3 separate regions of the Mus musculus genome follow, and all the other regions are linked to region 3. A link is a contact called in public HiCAR-type and HiChIP or PLAC-seq data. All regions are on one chromosome and are shown on one strand. The core of a region is the stretch at or near the end of the contact, and the rest is flanking DNA. Distances in the headings are between cores, read along the strand shown. Region 1 holds the start of Cnn2 (calponin 2). Region 2 holds the start of Hcn2 (hyperpolarization-activated, cyclic nucleotide-gated K+ 2). Region 3 holds the start of Zbtb7a (zinc finger and BTB domain containing 7a).

What was found. HiCAR-type assays count read pairs that join an accessible place to other places. HiChIP or PLAC-seq counts read pairs in DNA pulled down with a chosen protein or histone mark.
Region 1: a HiCAR-type map of astrocytes shows a contact between it and region 3, with 3 times the contacts expected there. The contact joins the promoter of Cnn2 here to the promoter of Zbtb7a in region 3. A contact is called at or near these places in 2 of 115 datasets of contacts at active chromatin or transcription factors (SST interneurons and astrocytes) and 1 of 9 other capture datasets (liver).
Region 2: a contact with region 3 is called in a FOXA1 HiChIP or PLAC-seq map of pancreatic cancer cells. The contact joins the promoter of Hcn2 here to the promoter of Zbtb7a in region 3.

The regions. Positions count from the first base shown.
Region 1 is chr10:79,987,199-79,989,951 of GRCm38.p6, reverse strand. It overlaps Cnn2 (calponin 2), which reads right to left and starts at 1,352. Exons shown (of 7, transcript NM_007725.2): 1 at 1,212-1,352. The coding sequence starts at 1,274.
Region 2 is chr10:79,715,110-79,717,951 of GRCm38.p6, reverse strand. It overlaps Hcn2 (hyperpolarization-activated, cyclic nucleotide-gated K+ 2), which reads right to left and starts at 1,318. Exons shown (of 8, transcript NM_008226.2): 1 at 733-1,318. The coding sequence starts at 1,283.
Region 3 is chr10:81,134,978-81,137,677 of GRCm38.p6, reverse strand. Zbtb7a (zinc finger and BTB domain containing 7a) reads right to left here and starts at 1,407. Exons shown (of 3, transcript NM_010731.3): 1 at 979-1,407.

The DNA.
Region 1 (2,753 bases), core at 103-2,602, 1.1 Mb after region 3:
ATGGGCCAGCTAGGGGGGTAAACTGAGGCACATAGGTCAGGCAGAAAAGTCTCCGGATCCCCCCTCCCAGTGGACGATGCAACCCTTCTGTGACCCCTGCAGGCTACTGGGGGGGGGGGGTCCACTTCCCAGCTCCACAGTTGGAGGGGATCTGAGAGCTCATCCCCTGAGCAAGTGCTGACCTGTCCCTGGCCCCACCCAGCTCCTAAAACTCTATCCTTAGGGCTGTCCTGACTCTTTCTTTCACTTTCTCTGTTCCAGGGAGATGTCCAGTCTGTCCAGGAAGAATTGGGCAGGGTCGTCAGAATGCTGTGTGTCTCTGGGGAGCTAGAGCAACCTCTCTGAGCCCAGGGTGGGAAGTGAAATAGCAACTTGTCTCTAGCAGGCTGAGGATAGCACATGGGTGGCATGAGGTAGGTATGCCTCTCGTGTCACTTGTAGGGACCTGGCAGGTGCCAGTCGGAGGTGGGTCCGACTGGTAGCTTCAGCGTGCCTAGGCAGGTTGCTTGGCTTTAGCTGACTGTGAAACTTGCATTCCCAGGTGCCAGGTGTGTGCGTGTGGTTGGCGGATCTATCTAGAAGGTTTCAGGATGTCAGGCCTGAGCCCCCTAAGTCTGGGATCAGTGTCTCCCTCATCAGCTCAGGACACCTTGCTGTATGGCTCCCCAGATGTCCCTCCGAAACTGGTGACTTCAGTGTTCTCCTGCATTTGCGGTTCCTCTCAGTGAGCCCTTTCCCAGGTGTGTGTGGGAGTCCTGGAACGGACCACACCCTGTTAAGAAGGCCACCGGCCCCGCCCCCTTCCCTGTCCCCAACTTAAGTGGCTTAGATGAAACGGAAGTTTCGACAGGTAATGAAGATGGGGCCTCAGGGGGCACTCTCAGACGCCCGGATCGCTCGTGTGCTCGCTTTCTCTCTCCCGGACCTTAACTTTCTTACATCCTGCAAGGGGCACAGAGTGCAGGAAGCCCGGGGCGCCGGGGACTGAGAGGTCCAGGGGCGGGGCTGGAGGTGACATTCAGGATGCGGATAAAATGGGTCCCCAGCCTCCCAGACGCCACAGCTTCCCACAGCACCCCAGACCCTCCGGATATCAGGGTAAAGCAAAGCCCAGCTGTCCCGGCTCATGCATCGGTCGCGCGTTCGAGGCTGGCGAGCCCCGCTCCCATTGGTCGTGCGTTCGAGGCTGGCAAGCCCCGCAACCCACTCACCCGGTTCTTGACCTCGGCCGAGAGCCCGTAGGACGGGCCCTTGTTGAACTGCGTGGAGCTCATGGCGCGGGACCCCGGAGCGGGACAGGAGGACCAGCGGGACCGGCAGAGGGTCGGGCTGCGGGCGGACGGCCCGGGACGGGGCTGAGCGCCGCCCCCGCCGCCGATTGGCTGGCAGAGCAAATGTCCTTATAAGGCGTGGAAGCGCCGAATTCCTGTGGCCGCGACTTCCTGAGCCCCCCTCGGCCGCCGGGACCCCCGCCCGCCGGAGCCACCCTAGCATCCCGGCCGATCAGGAGGGGCCCGCCGTCCCGTTTGTAGTTGCGGGAAACTGAGGCAGCGAAGGGCGTGGGCTTCCGACCTGGGCCAGAAGTCAGTTTACTCCTCCTGTATCATAGTGAGAGACAGAAAACTGTTCGGTGGGACCCTAAATCCTAAAATCTGGCTAGAAACCTTCTCTGCCACTACCGGCACTTACCAGAATCTTGCTCCCTCTCCAAACATCTCAGTGGGAAGGGGCAGGGGCGGCATAGACAGGATTCTCGAGGGGAGCTTCTCAGAGAAGGAGGCCTCGGGAGCTGGAGCACTGATGGATGAGTTTTTCAGTCCAAAGGGAAAAGGCTTTCTGCTAGAACACCAAGTGCAAAATATGGAGGGTGGGAGAAGGCGATCGGTTGGAGGTCGGGGTGGGGCTCCCAGAAGGGCTGAGGGTTGCTGGCTGACTGTGTGAGGGTGGAGTGGCTGAGGATGATATCCTTTCAGTAAGTGCCTGAGCTCAACCTGAGTCTGTAGATGGATCAAGTTGATTCCTGAGGGGCTGGTCCTGCCCCACGGAACACAGGCAGACAGATGCTGGGAGTCTCAGGGCTTGACAGAGAGGCCTTGGCCATAGGACGGAAGCATAGTTTTTTCGAGACAGGATTTCTCTGGAACTCACTCTGTAGATCAGGCTGGCCTCGAACTCAGAAATTCACCTGCCTCTGCCTCCCAAGTGCTGGGATTAAAGGCGTGCGCCACCACGCCCAGTGGTTGGATACTTCTAAAGGGTGGCTTTCTTCCCACCTCTCTGGGTTTCTGTGATTTAGACAAATCCTTCCTCTCTGGGCTCTGCTGGAGTTTTTGAATTTGTACAGTGGAGCACCGGACTCCAGATGGTCCCAAACTGTGGACAACACAGGTTCCTGTGACCAGGCAGGAAGCCCCAGGTGTCGGGACACTGAAGACCTTTTTGGAATAGTTAAAGAAAGCACTTGTCAAGAGCGGCCATGCTGTGTGGGGTGCACACAGGCTTAGCAGGGTATCAGGGCATCCAGGCCACTGTGCTGAGCACTGAGACAGCAACTGCAGGTGCCACAACCAGGTTCTCTGCAAGAGCAGCTATTTCCCCAGACCTGAGCCATCTCCCCAGCCCACCCTCCTCGCCTCCTTTCTTCTCCATCTGCAGCGCACCTGTATCCACATACACAGCCCTCACACACACCCCCAGTGTTCACAGCCTTCTGTGACTCCAGCTTCAGGGGACCCGACGCCCCCATCTGGCCG
Region 2 (2,842 bases), core at 69-2,568, 1.4 Mb after region 3:
CACGCCTCCCCTTGATCCACCGAAACACGCCTCCCCAGGACCCTCTCGGGCATCACATCACAAGCTCGCTCGGAAAGGAGAGACAGACGCAAACACTCGGGTCATGGCCCTACGCCAGCTTCTTTCGCTGCACGCAGCAGCCAACTCAGGCCACGTCCGTAGCCACACACCCGGGATGTGTGGGTACTCGGAACGCGCCCGCCCCGGGCGCAAGTGGAGACCGTGGGAACGCGAGGCGCCCGCTTAATAACGCCCTCCCCGAGGCCTCCCGAGCGCGTCCTTTCCCATGCGTCCTTCCTTATTTCTTCCTTCTTTCCTTCCCTTCTTTTCCTTCCTCCTCCTTTTTCTTCCTTTCTCCTTTCTACCCATCTTTCCACCCTCATTTCTGCTCCGCGGCCTACGGGCACCCACGTTCCCCTCTATTCGTCCTCTCCACCCCTATGCGCTCAGACCCTGGCCCTGAGGCCGCGGTTCTCGCCCACTGCAACTAGGGCGCGCGGGAGGGGGAGCGCCAAGGACCCCCTCACTCCAGGCCTCCAAAAGGGCGGACCCTCTGCACACCAGGGTCCCTCGGGGGTGGGTCCGGGTCGAGCCCGAGGTCACCGCGAGGGGACTACCCCCCATCCTCGGCCCGGTGACTCGAACTGCCACCACCCCGAGGTCACCATCCGGGACGTGGCGCCCCGCCCTCTCCCGGGCGCGCCAAGGACGGGCCCCTCCCGGAGGCGGCACCTGAAGTCGCTGTAGGGGTGGATGATCCAGGCCCCCGCCGACTTCACGCGTTCCTGCTCGCGCTCCACGGCCTTCTGGCTGCCGAACATCCGCAGGGAGAACTTGTTGACGCCGGGCTGCAGAAGCGCCCCGAATTGGCGCTGCAGGAAGCTAGCCTGGCTGCCGCGCGGCTCACCCGCCGGGCCCGCCTCCTCGCTGCCCGCCTCCTCGGCCGCCGAGGGCCCGGAGGCCGCCCCGCGGCATGAGAACGAAACCTTGGGGCCGCGCGCGGGGCCCTCGGGGCTGCACTGCGGCTCCCCGCGCCCGCACTCGCCATTCGCGCCGCCCTTGGCCGCGCCAGGGGTGCAGGCGCTGTCGCGGCTGCAGAGCCGGGCGCGCGGGCCGGGCTCGTCCGCCGACTCCGGGTGCGAGGGGGTCGTGGGGTTCGGGGGTGGCGCGGGTGGTGGCTGAGGCTGAGGGGGCGCGGGCGGCGGCGGCGGTGGCGGCGGCCCCGGCGCAGGGGTCGTGCCCGGACTATCGCCCGGCCGCCCGCCGCCCCCGCGCGCATCCATGGCGAGGCGGCGCCGGGCAGTGCGGAGCGGAGCGGCCGCCGCCGCCGCCGGCCGAGCCCGAGGGAGGGCGGAGCCGGGGGTGGAGCCTCTGCTTGCGGGGGAGGGGCGGGGGCGGGAGCCCCGCCTCCACCTGAACCACCCTCACCCCACACAGGGATGGATGGGGAAACTGAGGCTCTGGCCAGCAAGCAGGCTCAAGGTCAGTCAGCCCCTTGAGACCTTGGAGATGCGCTCAGGCTCGGTTCCCCAGGGGGAAACTGAGGCCAAGGACGAACCCAAGGTCACAGAGCCCAGCCGGCGGGCCCCTGCCTTGACGCACGATGCAGACCAAGCCCTGGTCCACTCTGGGGTTCCTCCGCGATCTCGAGGACACCGCGGGCGGGGCAACCGCTGACGCTCACCCCTCGGGTGCCAACTCCTTTCTCGGTTCAAGGTGGCAGATTCCATAATAAAAGTGTGTTCCCGGAGGCTACCATATCTCTGGCTCTGTCGCTTTCACCGCCTCCAAGGCAGAAACCTATGAATATTTGTGAGAAGGGCTGAGATCATTCTGGGTTCTAATCTCAGCCCATCTCCAAGCCCTACTTGTGGGGAAACTGAGGCATGGTCAGGCAACAAAAACAGTAGCAAGACTCCTGTGGCTTCTGGCGACTTCTCCCTTAAAAAGTGAGGATCCCAGGTTAGGTAGTCCTTAGCGGTCTCCAGGGGATCCTGGTTCAACTTCTGCCTCTGTACATATACCCGACCCCTACTCTCTGCCACCTTGACTCAGGCATCAGTTACATTCCACACTTTACCCCAGGTCCGGGGAGACATTGGCTCCTGGGGGTCCTAAGGCTGTGGCCTGAGGCTGGAGCCAGGTGACACTAGTTCTGACTCTAAATTCCCACCCTTCTTCACCAAAGAGTGGAGAGGATTTTATGACAGGATGTTGGGGAGAAGGGAGGAAATACAGGGGAAGAATAGCTGTGAACTGGTGGGAAGAAAGTTCTCATTCAGGAGACTCTTGGGACCTTCTTATGTCCCCTCTGGGCATCCTTAGATTCTCCCTTATTTCCCTGGACCCTAAGTTCACTTAAATCCTTCTGACCTTTTACAAACTCCCCTGGATGCTTCTGGACCCTTTCTAGACCCTTTTAGATCTTCTGGGTCCCTCTTAACTTCTCTTGGACCCTTCCAGCCCTTTATGGGTCATCAAGGTCCCTACAGCCTTCACTGTTTCTGGCCTGACCTCATATTTAGCTATTGGTTGAGTGTCTCAAGAATGGGGCTATGACTTCTGTCTGCTCACAGTAGGTGTCCAGTGATGTTGGATGTGCCATGCCAGCTGCATGCCCTCATCTGACACAGATGGGCTGCCCCGACCCCGGGGACTCTGGAGCTGCCCCTGGCACCCCTCTGGCCTCCACTTTTGAACATCACAGTTGACAGTGCCAGGCTGCTCCGCCCCAGGGCACATGCCTGTTCCAGATGAAGGGGGATCTTTTATGTTCACCCTGGGAAGATGTCAGCTGGGCAGGTCGCCAGAGCTCCAGGACTTGTGGTTGAGTGCAGGGGAG
Region 3 (2,700 bases), core at 158-2,657:
ACACAACAGGAGGGGAGGGGCGGCAGCCGGAAGCCGGGACCGCCACCGGCCCCGGGCGAGGGAGCCGCGGAAGCTCCGCCTCTTCTGCATAAACCCCGCCCCTGCACGCAGGCCCCGCCCAAACGCAGGCTCCACCCCCATGCAGCGCCGCGCCGGACGATTTCTAGTATCCATTGGCCCTCAGGTCTGCCACTCACCGCCCCTCCTCCGCAACGCCCCTCCCTGACCCGCCGCTATCGCGAGGCACTCTGGGATTTGTAGTTTATTCTCCAAGGCCACCTTCCAAAACAACAAGCACTGAAGATAAGCGAAAGAACTACAGAGCCCAGGAGAACCGCGACGACGCGCCCGCCTCCCAGACACTCCACCCCTCACCCCTTCCCTCCGCCTCTCTCGGGCCTTTTTTTTTTTTTTTTTTTTTTTTTTTTTTTTTTTTTGCAAAGCCCCCCTCCCTGTTTTGTCAGCCCCCTCCCCCCCTCCGCCAAGGCGCTCCATCCTGGCCAACTCCAACGTCTGCGCGCAATCCCGGATAGGCCTTCCCCGCCCCCCGCTTGCCCACTACCACTCGGAAAGGGGAGCGGCGCGCCCCGGGCCCTATTGCAAACTTAGCACGCGACGCACCCCTCAGCCCCCACCTTCGCCTTCGGTGAGGCCCGGCTCCCCTCCCCCGCGGGCCGCGCGCCGGGAACCCTGAGGCCGTGCCGCCCGAGTAGGGAGGAGGGATCGGGAGCGGGCTTGTGCCCTTCGCCCCGGAGGGACCCGGGCGGAGCCCCCCCGCCTCCCGACTCCTCTTCGGCTCTGGCCGGGCAATCTTGGTCTCCAGAACCCCTGAGCTACGGAGGCGCCCCAGATCCCCCATCCAGTCCGTTCCGCTCCGTACGGGCTCTCGGGGTGCGCACTGCGCCCCCGGCCGCGTCCCCACCCTGCAAGGAAATTAAAAAGGAAAGAAAGGAAAAAAAAAAGAAAAACAAAACCCACCTCTCCGGGAGAGGAGTCCCCTTCAGCCCGGGCAGCTTACCTCGCGGGGACCCGAGCCCGGAGGACGCGCGATCGGGGCAGCCCGCGGCGCGGACCTCGCTCGGGCGGGCGGCGGCGTCACTGCCCCTACAGTAGCCGTACAGTACGCAAAGCCCCGTATGATGCTCGCGACTCCCTTCCTGGTTTGTCCGAGGGCAAGAGGGGTCCTCCCTCGTCTTAAAGGTGCCGCAGCGCCGGCACCCCCACGCCCAGCCCGCCCCCCCGGCCACCGCGGCCAGAACAGGCTCTGCAGGTCGGCTCTTGCCACGTCCCGCGGGGCTGCGCCGCGAGAGCAGATCGGGCTGCGATTAGGGATTTGGGGGTGCCGGGCGGGCGGGGGGCGCAGCCCCGACCCATCGGCCCCTCCCCTGGCAAGCCCGTGACCTCTCCGCCCCGTGCGCGGCGCCGTGCCAGCCTGCTGGCTTATCTACGGCCCGGAGCACCCCAGGGTGCTGGGGGCGGGCAAGAGGGGCCCCTCGGGTTCAGGGGGTGGGGGCCGCAGATAAACAGCCCCGGCCTGTGCGCGCAGGGCGGGGTTCAGGGGGCGCGGGCTGTGCCCCCGAAGCCCGGGGCGGGGCGGGACCGGGTTGGCAATGGGGGCGGGAGTGCGGTGCGCACCCGGAGGACTGGGTGCCGGGGCGTAAGGGGCCCTCTGGCCCAAGGAGCTGAGATGAAGGCGAGGAAGTGACGGTCCCTTGCCTCACACCTCTCTCCAAGGCCACCAGGGCGCTGCCATGGTACCGCATCTCCCTTCTCTGAGCCTCAGTTTCCCCAAATAATGCAAGGAATCGAAAGGAGAAGAAAAGGTCTGTTGCAAGGTCGGCGAGGTTGCATCGGCGCTCCTGTCATCCTTGGCCTCAGTTTACCCAAGTAGTGCAAAGAACCCAGGAAAGGAAGAAAAAAGATCAGAGTCTGCATTTGAGCTCCAGGTCCCCTAACCCCCACATAAACCTCAGTTTACTCAAACTGCGAGGAACCCAGAGTTTGCAAGTACAGCTAGGTTGCTTTAGAGTGTCGGGTCTCCGTCCACCCCCGCCCCCATCTGCGCCTTAAATTACCAAAGCCATACCAGGGACCCCCCAGGGGAAGACTTGCAGGGCCGCGAAATGTCAGCTGAGCTCGGGGGTCCCGCCCTCACCGGTGCAGCCAGCCAGCAAACCTGCCGCCCCGCGATTACATAAAACAGTCGCCTCCACCCGGCTGTGCCAGGGGCGTAGCGCGGGGAAGGGGTTGGCGAGGGGCGGGGAAGGACGGTTGTTTTCCAGGCCTTGTAATTTTCCCCGCAGCCGGCTGGCTGGCCCGGCTGGTGTGGGGCGTGGACCCGGACCCTCGCAGGGGCGCCGCACAGCTCCGCAGGACAGAGGTGGGAAGTAGGAAAGTGCGAATCCAACCCTGCGTTTTCTGTTTTCTTTCTTTCTTTCTTTCTTTTTTTTTCACCCCCTTGTCCTTTTCTCTCCCACTTCCTCTCTGGTCGTGGGAGAGGTCTGGAGAGGGAGGGGAAGGCAGAGGAGGGGACAGGCGACATCCCGGTTCACCAGGCCTGCTGGGTTCGGGTTCCAGCACGCCACAGCCACCAGACGACCTGACTGTGGATCTGGCTCTGGGGAGGGGGCGGAGCGGGGAGTTAGAACCAGCGCCTGGCCTCAGTTTCCCCTTCAGTTCCCCTTCGTATGGAGACTGGCC